Regions from separate parts of the Oryctolagus cuniculus genome. Here region 2 is linked to region 1. Evidence: chromatin contacts called from public Micro-C data. All regions are on one chromosome and are shown on one strand. The core of a region is the stretch at or near the end of the contact, and the rest is flanking DNA. Distances in the headings are between cores, read along the strand shown.

What was found. Hi-C and Micro-C count contacts between places; a contact is called where the count stands out from the background.
Region 2: a Micro-C map of ear pinna shows a contact between it and region 1, with 4 times the contacts expected there. The contact joins the enhancer-like site here to the promoter of HSD17B7 in region 1. A contact is called at or near these places in 5 of 6 Hi-C or Micro-C datasets (ear pinna, embryonic fibroblasts, liver and 2 more).

Annotation. Positions count from the first base shown.
Region 1 is chr7:35,906,559-35,912,878 of mOryCun1.1, forward strand. HSD17B7 (hydroxysteroid 17-beta dehydrogenase 7) reads right to left here and starts at 1,537. Exons shown (of 9, transcript XM_051857185.2): 1 at 1,307-1,537. The coding sequence starts at 1,341. DDR2 (discoidin domain receptor tyrosine kinase 2) reads right to left here. Exons shown (of 17, transcript XM_017345723.2): 17 at 4,535-6,320.
Region 2 is chr7:36,119,571-36,125,853 of mOryCun1.1, forward strand. No RefSeq gene overlaps it. Among named protein-coding and RNA genes, the nearest start is that of DDR2, 36 kb to the left of the region's middle. Within about 2 kb of position 3,336, at least 1 of the 8 cell types and tissues checked has an H3K27ac peak or open chromatin away from gene starts, as enhancers often do. A contact at or near this core is called in ear pinna, where this site is marked.

The sequences.
Region 1 (6,320 bases), core at 287-2,786:
CATCCCATATGGGCGCCGGTTCAAGTCCTGGCTGCTCCACTTCCAATCCAGCTCTCTGCTATGGCCTGGAAAAACAGTAGAAGATGGCCCAAGTCCTTGGGCCCCTGCACCAGGGTGGGAAACCTGGAGGAAGCTCCTGGCTCCTGGCTTCAGATCAGCACAGCTCCAGCCCTTGCAGCCAACTGGGGAGTGAATCAGCAGATGGAAGACCTTTCTCTCTCTCTCTGCCTCTCTGTAACACTGACTCTCAAATAAATAAACAAAAGAAAGAATGTGGGATGATTACATAGAAGGTAGGAACAGAGTTACTATCAGATGAGGGCCAAGAAAGTGAAACACGGATGAGTACGTCACTCAAAGATGAATCTACTACTTCAGAAAGAGCAACAGAAAACGGCACAGAAAATTAGGCCAGCAGTCCGACCAGCGAGGCAAACAGCAGAGAAAACCTAAGTAATAAGTTTTCATCCAAAACTTAGACTGACTGCAGGTAAACAGAAACTCAAAACAGACTGGAACCAATAGTAATCTGTTGGCTCTGCCAACACAGCATCAAATATATTTAGGTTTATACGTCATCACTTGAGAATAGCAGGCTTTTAATACTAGTATACAATTGCACATATCACAATATACTTAAGAGAAACACATAAGCAATTCTGAGAACACACGAAGAAAGTGCCAGTGGCAGACACGTAGTTTGAAACCGGTTCACAGGGACGGATGTGGTTGGGTAGTAACTCAGAGTGCATCAATTGTAAATGATTTCACAAGCATCAGTGCAACAAGTAGAAACATAACTTTGTTTAGTTTCTTCCCCCACACACCCTTGATGGAAATGCAGATAAGGAACAAAACAGCCCGAGTCCAAATGAGCAACGCCGGGATGAGTGGCAGCTGCACTCCTCCCGCGTCTCAGCAGGAAAAGTTTCCTTGCCTCCGCGTCTCTGTAGAGAAAGTGGCAGGTGCCCAGCACCCGCGGTCCTAACGCTCACGGAAGCTGGAATCCAGAACACGGCCACGTGGTGGGGACCACACCGCAGGTGAATGAGTGAAGTCAAAGAGGGGAGCGGGCGGGGGCTGCAAGGGCAGCCCCTCTTTCCCTTCATAACCACAGGATCCTCACTGCCACCCTCCTGTTTCCCTTTTCACCTTCAAAGCGCCAGCCCCTGAACACCCTCAAAATGCCCCACATCTGCGGTGGAACACCTGGAGCAGGTTTCCACAGAGGGGCGCTCCCGGCAGTCAGCCCGAGGCGGGTCGCAGACCCCTGCCCCCTCGCACCCCTGACCCGCCACCACCTCACCTGCTGGCTCCCGTGATCAAAACCACCTTCCCCATCTTCGCGCACCCCAAACGCCGTCGGAAGCGCTCGGATCCAACAGCCTCCTTGGCGGCGGACACGACCCTCCCCACTCACTAGGCCCCGGTCTGGGCCCCACCTCCCGCTGCGTCGCGGACTCCGTCCCGAGCCCGCCAATCGCAGTCCGCCGTCCGCCGGGCAGCGCCGGGCCTGTGGGGTGAGGTAGGCCGAGGGGCGGAGCCGCGCGACGCAGCGGCCGGAGCCAATCCGGGCTCTCCCCGCCCCTTCGCGGCGCAGGGCCCGCCCCTGGCGCGTTCAGCTCTTGGGCGTCTGTGCTTCGTGCTGTTGCCGGTGGGCGCGGCTGTTGGGTGTGGGAGTGGTCGCACCGCAGTTCCTGGTTAACACGAGAGAGATTTGGATCTAGAAGCCGAGTTGCGAGTGTTACTTTAGTTTCCCTTCCGTGTTTGATGGGGCGCTGAGCCACTGTACAGCGCAGCTTCTGACCTCTTCCTGTGAAGCATGCTCTGTAAATGAACATGGGTTTCATTAAGAATGTTACGGAGAATCATGGGCGTGGAATCAATCTCAGAACTTGGTTCTCTGGAATACTGCGAACTCTGGTAAAGCAACGGTTCTGTTTCCGAGACTTCCCAGATAGACACTCCTGGAAAATACATATAATAATAATTGCTAGGGAAATAAAAGCAAAGCCATAAAACTACAGACATCTTTTTTGTTTGTTTGTTATTAGATTCCATACATATAAAAGTGCTGTGAAGTTTCTAATGCCTAATCTGGATTTCTGGATTTATAGCAGCCTCGGCAGACCCATCACTAGACTTGGTTCCTGCTGAGTTAGTAGAGACCATCATAGGTCTCTACTGAACATGCTTTAATCAACTTCATGGCATTTTCAAAGTTTTCATTATTTATCAACAATGGTTCAGCAAAAGCCTCACATAATCTATATTGGCATTTGATCCCAGAAGGGTACCAACTAGTTTAGTTATCACCTGAACCAATAAAATATAGATTGAACAAACAAATCTATTTGAATATTAAATTCCTAAATAAAAATTTTTTATAGTTGGTGTGAAAATCACTTTCTACCCTCATCTCACTGTTCTAAAGAAACCACAAGTTAACAATATTTTCTGAACATCCTGGGGTATAGTTAACCTCAATACTGAGAGTCTAGCACAAAAGGCTCCTTTTAAAACATGCTGGAGCTGGGAGGTGACATGTAAAAGAGAGAATTCTGTAGTCAATTACATAGGAAACTAATTATTGCCGAGGAGGTGGGGCTAGACCCCAGATGTTCAGCATCCCCACGGTCATGGGATGATAACCAGCATAGAACAGGCTATGGATTAAATGAAGGCCAGAAGACTTCAGAGTGAGATCAGCGATCTCACTCCACCATGACTTCCATCCAAGCCTAGTGAGACCACTCTGACCTGTTCCTTTACTCAGCTAAAGCTGCTGCTTTCAGGATGCTTATGATGGGCTGAGGTGCCAGAGGGACCAGGAGAATAGAACTCTGCTAGATGTCAATTAATTTTGTATTTTAAAAATATTTTATCATATGTAGGATGCAGCTTTGTAACCACATAATAAACTGTTATTGCCAAATAAGTGCATAAGTATGGTTTTTATCGTCCCAGGCTGTGTATCTTAGGTGTTGTGTGTGAACTCATTCCGTTTTCCTGAAAACCAGCACAGTGAGGTACATAGTGGTCCCATGACTGGGATGGAGCAAACATAACAACTTCTACTATTTATTGGTTCATGTAGTAAATTTGCCTCTGCCCTAAGCCTTGAAACAGATTTCCTTTTATGGTACCTGAAACAGTCCTTAGGTAGAGGATGGGTAAGTGCATCTAAGCTCCCACAACAGAGCCCTGTTCTCAGTCCATATGAAACTCGCCAGCAGTAACTTGTCTCTAGTTTGCAGAGGCAGAAGAATGCTGCTGGAAGTGCCATGTGGCTTCCCTTGTATGAACTCTTCATCCCAGCCCTCTTCCCTTCAAATCGTTATACATCCAACCTGACCCAAAACAGCTTTGGGAGCAGGATTTTGCCCAGTTCATTAGACGATAAGAGGCTGTGTGTTGGGAGTCAGTGCTGTTTAGGATTCAAGGCCCAGAAGATAGAATAGTGTACATTTCTTCTTCAACTAAGAAATGAATATACAATTATAAACGGAGATAAATCAGTTTGCTAGTCTCTGAATAAAATACAGAGTCCTTTAACTTGTTATTTCACACTTGATCTTAGCCAAAAGGCCAATTTTAACGTGTTATTTCAAATTCAAGAGTAGATATAATCTCTGTGCCCAGTGACTTATATATTCAAATATATGCATAGCATGTTTATACCATAAACATATCAACTTTTAAATCTTGGCCTGGTGTTACAAGTGGTGTGGTGTCACTTTAACTATCTCTGCTCTCCTGTTTGTGTTTTCCTCCTTTGTTTCTCCTCCCACTCCCACTCCCACTCCCACTCCCACTCCCACCACACAGCTACTAGAACGCCTAGCCTTTAGTCCTGCAGACTAGACACGCTGAGGAGTCAAGGTGTGCCGCTTCTCAGCCTTTTGACTAGGATCAAGCGTGGGAGTCAGGGTGTGCTTTCATGAGTCCTCTGGCTAGTCTCTGAAAATTTATATCCATTCCTTTACCCACTATGATCCTTGCTGGAAAAAAGCATGCTCAGAAAAGTAAAAATATAAACTTCCTCTTCAGGGGACAAATCAGAAACATGTTGTTCCAGATGGTTTTCTCCTGATCTCTGTTGTGAAGTGTGAGTCTGTATTCTGGTTGTTCCTAGTCTTTGTTGAGACATGTTTAGAGACAGATCGTATTTTGATTGAGAAGGGATTTCTGTGTGTCAAACAAGACAAATCTGGAACAATAACAATAAACATTCAGAGTTTGGCCTGCACTGGGTTCTCCAGAACTGGACTAATTGTGAGGACACAAAATCCCAATCTCTAGTGTGTTTGGATTTGTTCAAAACCAAGATGCTTTTCTCCCAGTGTGAAGTCAACTAATGTATTCAACTAATGTTTTCAAGGCCTGTTTAAATACCCCTCTGTCAGCCCCAAAAGACAGCTGTCCACCCCACCTACACCCCAGCTCGGCCCTGTGCCCCATGGCTTCTCCAGAAATAACGTAGGGAGGAGGGTAACAACAGTCAGAACTGAAGCAATTCACGCAGGAAGAGGGCTCCATCAGTAGCACGACTCTTTAATCATTGTTATTTACAATTTATCATTCTGACAGACTTACAGAGAATAAATAAAGAAAAGAAAATATACAGTTGGAATCACATTTCTTTTTCTATTACAGAGGAATTTTTCGTATTCTATTTTGGAATACAATGATTGTTTTAAGCAGGAATTAAATCCGTTTGTTATTCACCCCTCAACAAGACACATCATCCCCCAACGCCTGCAGAGCAAAGCCCGATGCTTCTTGCTCATGACGGAGTGCACCGCTTTGCTGCTGAAACTCGGTCCTCAGAGAAGTCACCAGACAGCAGGGTAGAAGAACAGAATATCAGGATAGTAAAAGAACATAACACGGATACACTAGATTACAGATTCTTGGTGTGTTTGTAGGAATTCTCCCAATTTGCAGTTATTTCCAAGCCTCTTTTCAAGAAAAACAGTTTTTCACTGACAATGATGACCGTATCTCATAGTGCTTTCCCTCGGCTCTCTTTGCAACTTCTTCCTGACAGGTGATCATGACTGTGGGTAAGCGCAGGCTGGCTAAGGCCTCAGCTCTTTCTCCAGCAGAGATGCACGAAGTTGTCGACAAGGTGTCTGCAGGGGAAACTAGATGGCTTGTTTCAGGTGCACTGAGTCTGCGGCCGTCTGGTCTCTGCTTTGATGCCTTGTCCAGAACTGCCTCTCATTGCTGTCTAAGTACTTCAAAGAATATGGCATTTCCATAGATCAATTTCACCATCAGAAAGCATACCCACTGGAGGCTGGCCTTCACCAGGTACAAATCTGGGCACTTTCCCGTCTTTCCTCTTATTTGAAAATAAACCCTCTATGTCACAGCAAAGAAATTCTCCCTAAACTCAGCCTAGTAATGTTCCATGACAACTTTTTATTTCTATATTTTATTCATTCTAAAAATGACATGCAGTAAATATTTATTGAGTGCTCACTATGTGCTAGGAACTTTATGAGACACACACTGTTACAATCTTGTGATCCTTAAATATTAAGCTTAATAATGTTATCATAAAACACAATGCTGTAATTCACAAAACCAGAGTTTCAGCTTTCCCCCAGGTTGTGTTTTCATTCAGTTTCATCCTATGTGGTTGTTATTCTATTTAAGAATAGATATTTGGGCAAAGGAAACTTCTCGGAAAACAATGTTTTATCACACATTAAGAGTCCATACTGTTGTATTATATTCCTTCCATAAGCTCTGCTTGGTTCCAGTGATTGCCACCTAACTCCTGACCAAAATACTGATTTATCCTACAGTTCTCTGCTTGTCCCCACTGCAATCCCAATCACTTGTTGGAACTTCAAGAACCATCTAAGGTCTATACTTAGTTCTCTAGACAACAAGCCATGAACAGGTCTTACCATTTTTTGTGTAGCCTAATCCTTCTACATGATCCCTGGACCTTTTCAGATGTCAAAGAGCCAAACTAATCAAAAAATTTAGAAACAGTGTAGGCAATATACTGCTCATTAAGAAAGAAACAGATTAATTTCTTATATTCTCTTGAATCTTGTAGAATTGCAGATACTGTCTCTCAGCTGCATCCAACCAAGACCAGGTTACTAATCAGTAAGGGTTGAAAGTATCTAGCACCTAAATGAGTGCATGTTGGGCAAAGCTAGTGGGATCCCCATAAAGTCTGTAGTTCAGTTAACAGTATTATGCCATGGTCAATTTTCTGATTTTGAAAATCGACTAGGTATAGTATTGTTAGTGAGGAAATTTGGATCTAGGGTAAGGCTGCTCTGTACTATTTTTGC
Region 2 (6,283 bases), core at 2,086-4,585, 210 kb after region 1:
TCTCTCTCCATCCATCCATCCATCCCACCCCCCTTCTTTTTTTTTTTAAGATTTATTTTATTTATTTGAAAGACAGAGTTACAGAGAGAGGTCTACCCCCCTCTTTTTCTATCTCTCTCCCTCTGACATTCTGCCTTCCAAATAAATAAAAATTTATAAATAAAAATGTGTTAGTTTTATTTTGGTGTAAAAACTTTGAAATGCATGCATAGTTTTCTTATCCATGTATTTTCTACAAACTTTCTGAAAGCTACTCCTTGAGTATGGATTTCAAAATTTATGCACAAAAATAAACTTAACTTTTAATTTCATATTCCACAAACTTCTTTTTTTAAAAAAGATTTATTTATGTATTTGAAAAGCAGAGTTATAGAGAGGCAGAGGCAGAGAGAGGAAAGAGAGAAAGAGATCTGAGAGAGAGAGAGAGAGAGAGAGGGAGAGAGGTCTTCCATCTGCTGGTTCACTCCCCTAAGGCCACAATGGCCAGAGCTGGGTCAATCCAAAACCAGGAGCCAGGAGCTTCTTCCAGGTCTCTCATGTGAGTGCAAGGGACCAAGGACTTAGGCCATCCTCCACTGCTTTCCCAGGCCATCAGCAAGGAGCTGGATCAGAAGTGGAGCAGCCAGGACTTGAACTGACATCCATATGGGATGCCAGCACTATAGGTGGCAGCTTTACTCACTAAGCCACAGCTCTGGCCCCCAAATATTGTACTATGTGCACTTTAAGAGGCTATAAAGAGAACACAGGAAGACAATATGTAAGAGAAGGCATAAGAATACTAAACCCTCATCCACCATAACATAATAATGTCTAAAACTGGTAAGTTAATAAATCATAATATGTGCACATAGAAATTACAAATATATGAAAATATCGAAGTGGATACCAGAAGAAAAAGTTATAAGAATTAAAGTGCTTGCTTTGTGGGGAGAGAACTTGATACTTGATACTTGATACTTGATAGAAGCCTTTCCCTAACAATTTTTTAAATATAACATTAGCAGTAACTGGAAAGTGTATATAGAGAAAAAAAAAACTTGTGCAATTTCTGTAGTCCATGCTGCTGCTGCTATTTCTGGAACTCAGTTCTGACCTTTGTTCTTCCTCTTCGGACTCCATCGTCCTTGCCATGCTACCCACACCTAGAGCACAAATCTCAGTAAACAGATGACTCCTGGTCACTGATCCCAGCTCTGATCTACTCTAACCTCTGTGGCTAAGTAGCAGTGCCACCTTGAGGGCGTCCCTTCTTTTTGGCCGTCTTATCTGTAAAACGGAGTACTCAGACTACATTCTTGGATCATCTGCAAACAAGAGGATGAGAACCGTGGGAGCAATCCCCCTAAAATCTTGGCCGGGGTGGGCTCCCGGAGCATTCCTGCTGCCCTTCGGGGCTACACGTGTCAGTCGCCACCTCCTAGAGTCTCCAGTTCCCAGGTTCTCCTAAAGCTGAGGAGCTAATGCCTGAGCATTTGAAAATACTGCCCTCTGCTGCACAGAAATAACCCCATGCAGAAGGCTCCAAAGAACTCCAGGAACCCTGGCCAGCCAGGACAAGGGCTCCAGGGGGGCAGCTGACTCACAGGAACCAGCCCAGGGTATGCTCAGAAGATAAATGAAAATTCAAGCCATGAAAACCCGCTGAAGCAAATACATTCTGAAGCCCCACGGCTTCCGATAATTAGCTCATCGTTACCCTCAAGCTTTGCTGACACCAGCCTCCCTGACAGGATGGGTCCAGCAGTAGAGCCAAGGGCTGCTGCCTCACTCCCAAGGGCTGCAGACAGCTCTGGACACAAGCCCATTCACGTGTCCTTGTTGGAAGGCCCACAAAACTTGGATGCAAAGATAAAAGGGTTAGACAAAAAGAGGTCTTTATTGGGGTCTACGTTATGTCGCCATGGGTTCAACTGTTGCCCGCCATGCTGGCATCCCATATGGGCGCCGATTGGAATCCCGGTTGCTCCAGTTCCAATCCAGCTGAAGCACATGGGAAAAGTAATAGAAGATGGCCCAAGTCCTTGGACCCCTGCACCCATGTGGGAGATCTGTAGGAAGCTCCTGGCTCCTGGCTTTGGCTTGGCCCAACCTGTGACAGAGGCCTCTGTCTTTTGATTAAACTTGTTTCTAACTGACATGATTAAGGTTGTGGTAGAGGCCTTCCCAAGGTTAGAAGAAGAAAAAGGGAGGCATGTGTCCTGGAAATGAAATGTGCTTGTTATTTGCTTGCCTATGAATGCTTCCACTGCAGTTCCTATCTGCTCACATGTAACCATTTGAGTTCTGCTTGTTATCACGGAGCAATGATGTTAACCCTTGCCAGACAGCTTACAGCTCAGTATATGTGTAAAAAAAATCTTCAGTAACTATGTTCACATGGGCAGTATTGTATCAGTCCTGTGGCCACCATGTAACATCAAAATATCCAATCAAATGTGTGCAGGCAGCCATGTAAGGGAGACCCCATGGATAAGGGAAAACCTTCCTTCGTTTAGGACTTGGGATTTTGGATAAAAAATTCACCTGGGCCTTACGTCAGCATAATAAGAGACTACTTCCTGTTGAGAGGCCTCGGTGTCTTGGTCCACAAATCCTGCTACAAACCCAAACTATTGTGGCCATCTGGGGAGTGGACCAGTGGATGAGAGGTCCCCCCCTTCCCTCCCTCCCTCCCACTCTGGGACTCTGCCTTTCAGATAAATAAAAATAAATCTTAAAAAATGCCTTTACTAATAAATATTAATACAAAGGGTCACTGTGGGACTTTAATTTAATCACCACTTGGATATTGTCCTTCTAGTTAAGAATAGACCAGGGGCCAGTGCTGTGGCATAGCCAGTAAAGCTGTTACCTATAGTGCCAGCATCCCATATGGGCTCTGGTTCAAGTCCTGGCTGCTCCACTTCCAATCCAGCTCTCTGCTGTGGCCTGGGAAAGCAGTGGAAGATGGCCCAAGTCCTTGGGCCCCCACCCACGTGGGGGACTCAGAAGAAGCTCCTGGCTCCTGGCTTCATTGTGGCCACCTGGGAAGTGAATCAGTGGAACGAAGACCTCTCTCTGCCTCTCCTTCTCTCTCTCTGTGTAACTCTTTCAAATATATATACATATAAATATATATATATATATATATATATATATATATAAAGACCAACAAGCAATGCAGGTAGACTTACAACTTTGTTCTCTACAGGGGTAGAGTTTTCAACCTCCACCTACAAACCAAAACATGGGTAGGTTTTTCCTTCTCACTAACTGCTTAGCAAATGGCCTTGAATAGAATTTCCTGTCCTCAGGCCCTTGTCTACTGAGACTGACCACTGCCAAATTCCATCTGCCAGAAGCTCTGCTCTCCAGCGTGGCTTTCCCAGGGGACAGGAGCTGAGACGATGATAAAGGGAAGGCAAACAGGGCGAGAAAAGCTTTTGTATTGAAACAACCACACTCACCTAAGTAGAACTGCGTTCCGCTCTCAAGTGTTCAGTTATTCTCAGAACTGGTCTTTGCTGGTCCTGCAAGCACACGTGCATATGCACACAGACACTCTTATAAACAAAGAGGAAACGTGGCCTAGGCCCAGGGACAGTAATTGGCCTTGGGCTGGTGTTGCGTAACTTTGTTCTGATTCCCTTGTTTCACACTAACTTGAGCGGGGCCAGGTGACAGCCAGCTGGTCCTCTCTCTTTGTGCTTAAAGATCCTCCCTTCCTGGAGACTGCAGACTGAGCTACCTCCTACCAACTTGCCTATCCCTTCAACTGCCAATGGCGTGCACTGAAAACAGGTGTTTTTTCTTCATTAACAGTTGTTTTCATTCCTCCTTGACTCTGTTTGCTTATAGGTTATAAAGCAGGGGTAGGTGTTTGGCTCAGCTCTCCAGATGCCTGCATTCCATAACTGGGTACAGAGGCTGGATTCCCAGCGCTGGCCCCTGACTCCAGCTACCGGCTAATATAGACCGTGGTGGCAGCCTCACGGCTCAAGTATTTGGATTTGAGATTTGTGCCACCCACATGGGAGACCATTACATTTCTGCCTTCTGGCTCCTTGCTGCAGCCTAGGCCTGGCCACTGCAGATGGGATATTCTCTCTCTCTCTCTCTGTCCCCATCTCTCACACACAAAGCACAACTATTTCATTCCTTTACTTTCAAAAGCTATAGGTGGTATATAGGTGGTATATGCAGCATTTCATAATATTGTTGGGATTAGCAGACAGTGTAGGAGTAAGTTATGTAGTAGAATAATTAAGGGGCCGGTGCTGTGATGCAGCCCTAACCTGAAGTGCCAGCATCCCATATAGTCACTGGTTCTAGTTCTGGCTGCTCCTCTTCCAATCCAGCTCTCTGCTATGGCCTGGGATAGCAGTGGAAGATGGCCCAAGTCCTTGGTCCCCTGCACCCACGTGGGAGACCCAGAAGAAGCTCCTGGCCCCTGGCTTTGGGTTGGCACAGCTCCAGCCATTTCGACCATCTGGGGAGTGAACCAACGGATGGAAGACCTCTCTCTCTCTCTGTACCTCTCTCTGTAACTCTTTCAAATAAATAAAATAAATCTTTAAAAAAATAATAATTAAAAGCAGGGATTTCGGTGAAGTCAGATTTTTTTTAAAGATTTATTTATTTTTACTTGAAAGAGTTACACAGAGAGAGAAGGAGAGGGAGAGACAGTCTTCCATCCATAGGTTCACTCCCTAATTGGCAGCAACGGCAAGAGCTGAGCCGATCCAAAGCCATGAACCAGGAGCTTCTTCTAGGTCTCCCACGTAGGTACAGGGACCCAAGGACTTGGGCCATCTTCTACTGCTTTCCCAGGCCATACCAGAGAGCTGGATTGGAAGTGGAGCAACCAGGACTTGAACCAGCACCCATATGGGATGCCGCCACTGAGGTGGCGGCTCTACTGGCTATGCCACAGCACTGGCCCTGAGACTTAGATTTTAATCCCAGCTCTGCCACTACCAGTTATGAAATCTTGACAAGTTATTTAGACTCTCTCTTTGATCAATGAATTATTTTTACATATGTTTCAAGACTTCAAAATGAAGGGTAGGAAATCTTTAGTCTTTTTAATTGAGATATAACGTCAAAGAAGTTCAGTTTAATGAACTTATACAAATGTGTCTGTAACCACTTCTGGTCAAAACACAGGCTATTGCCAGCACTCAACAGGCTTCCTTGTGCTCCTCACTCAACAGATACGCTTTCCACAGGACTTTACTGTTCTTTTTCCACCACAGATTAGTTTTACCAATTCTTTTTTTTTCTTTTTTTCTTTTCTTTTTTTTTTTTTTTTTTTTTTTGACAGACAGAGTGGACAGTGAGAGAGACAGAGAGAAAGGTCTTCCTTTGCCATTGGTTCACCCCCCAAATGGCCACTGGGGCCGGCGCACCGCGCTGATCCAAAGCCAAGAGCCAGGTGCTTCTCCTGTCTCTGATGTGGGTGCAGGGCCCAAGGACCTGGGGCATCCTCCACTGCACTCCCGGGCCACAGCAGAGAGCTGGCCTGGAAGAGGAGCAACCAGAACAGAATCCGGCACCCCGACCGGGACTAGAACCCGGTGTGCCGGCGCCGCAGGCGGAGGATTAGCCTATTGAGCCACGGCGCCGGCCCACCAATTCTTGATTATTATATATACAAGATTATATAGTGTGCACCTCATTTTGTGTCCGATTCCTTTCTCCTAAGATTTTTGCTGGATGACATGCTAAGTTGATGCTTAACTTTAAAAAAACTCTCCGAGAGCTTTCCAACAGAGCCATACCCTATCAGAAGGCATCAACGAGCTATGAGACTTCCATATCCTTGCCAAGGTTTGGTGAAGTCGCTCTTTTTAATCATCATGGTTTTAATTTCCACTTCCTTTAATGATGTTCAGTATCTTTTCATGTATACATTTATTATCAATTTCTCCTTATTGAAGTAAGTATTCAAATTTTTTTCTTTGTTAAATTAGGTTTTTTCATTATTTCACTTTGAAAATTCTTTACATATTCTAGATGTTAGTTCTTTATTAGATACATGGTTAGCAAATATTTTCTAAAAATTTAGGTGTTTTGTTTTTCATTCTCTTAAATGTCTCTTCAAGGACAGAAAGTTTTTAGTTTTGATAAAGTTCTTTTTTTTTTTTCTGTTTTGAATTAGGCTTTTAGTGGCAAGGCTTAGATATTTTGGCCTAACCACGGGTCACAGATATTTTTCTCCTGTAGTCTACTAGAAGTTTTAAGTTTTACATTTAGTTCTATGCTCAAATTCAAGGTAATTTTACATAAAGGGCAATGCTTG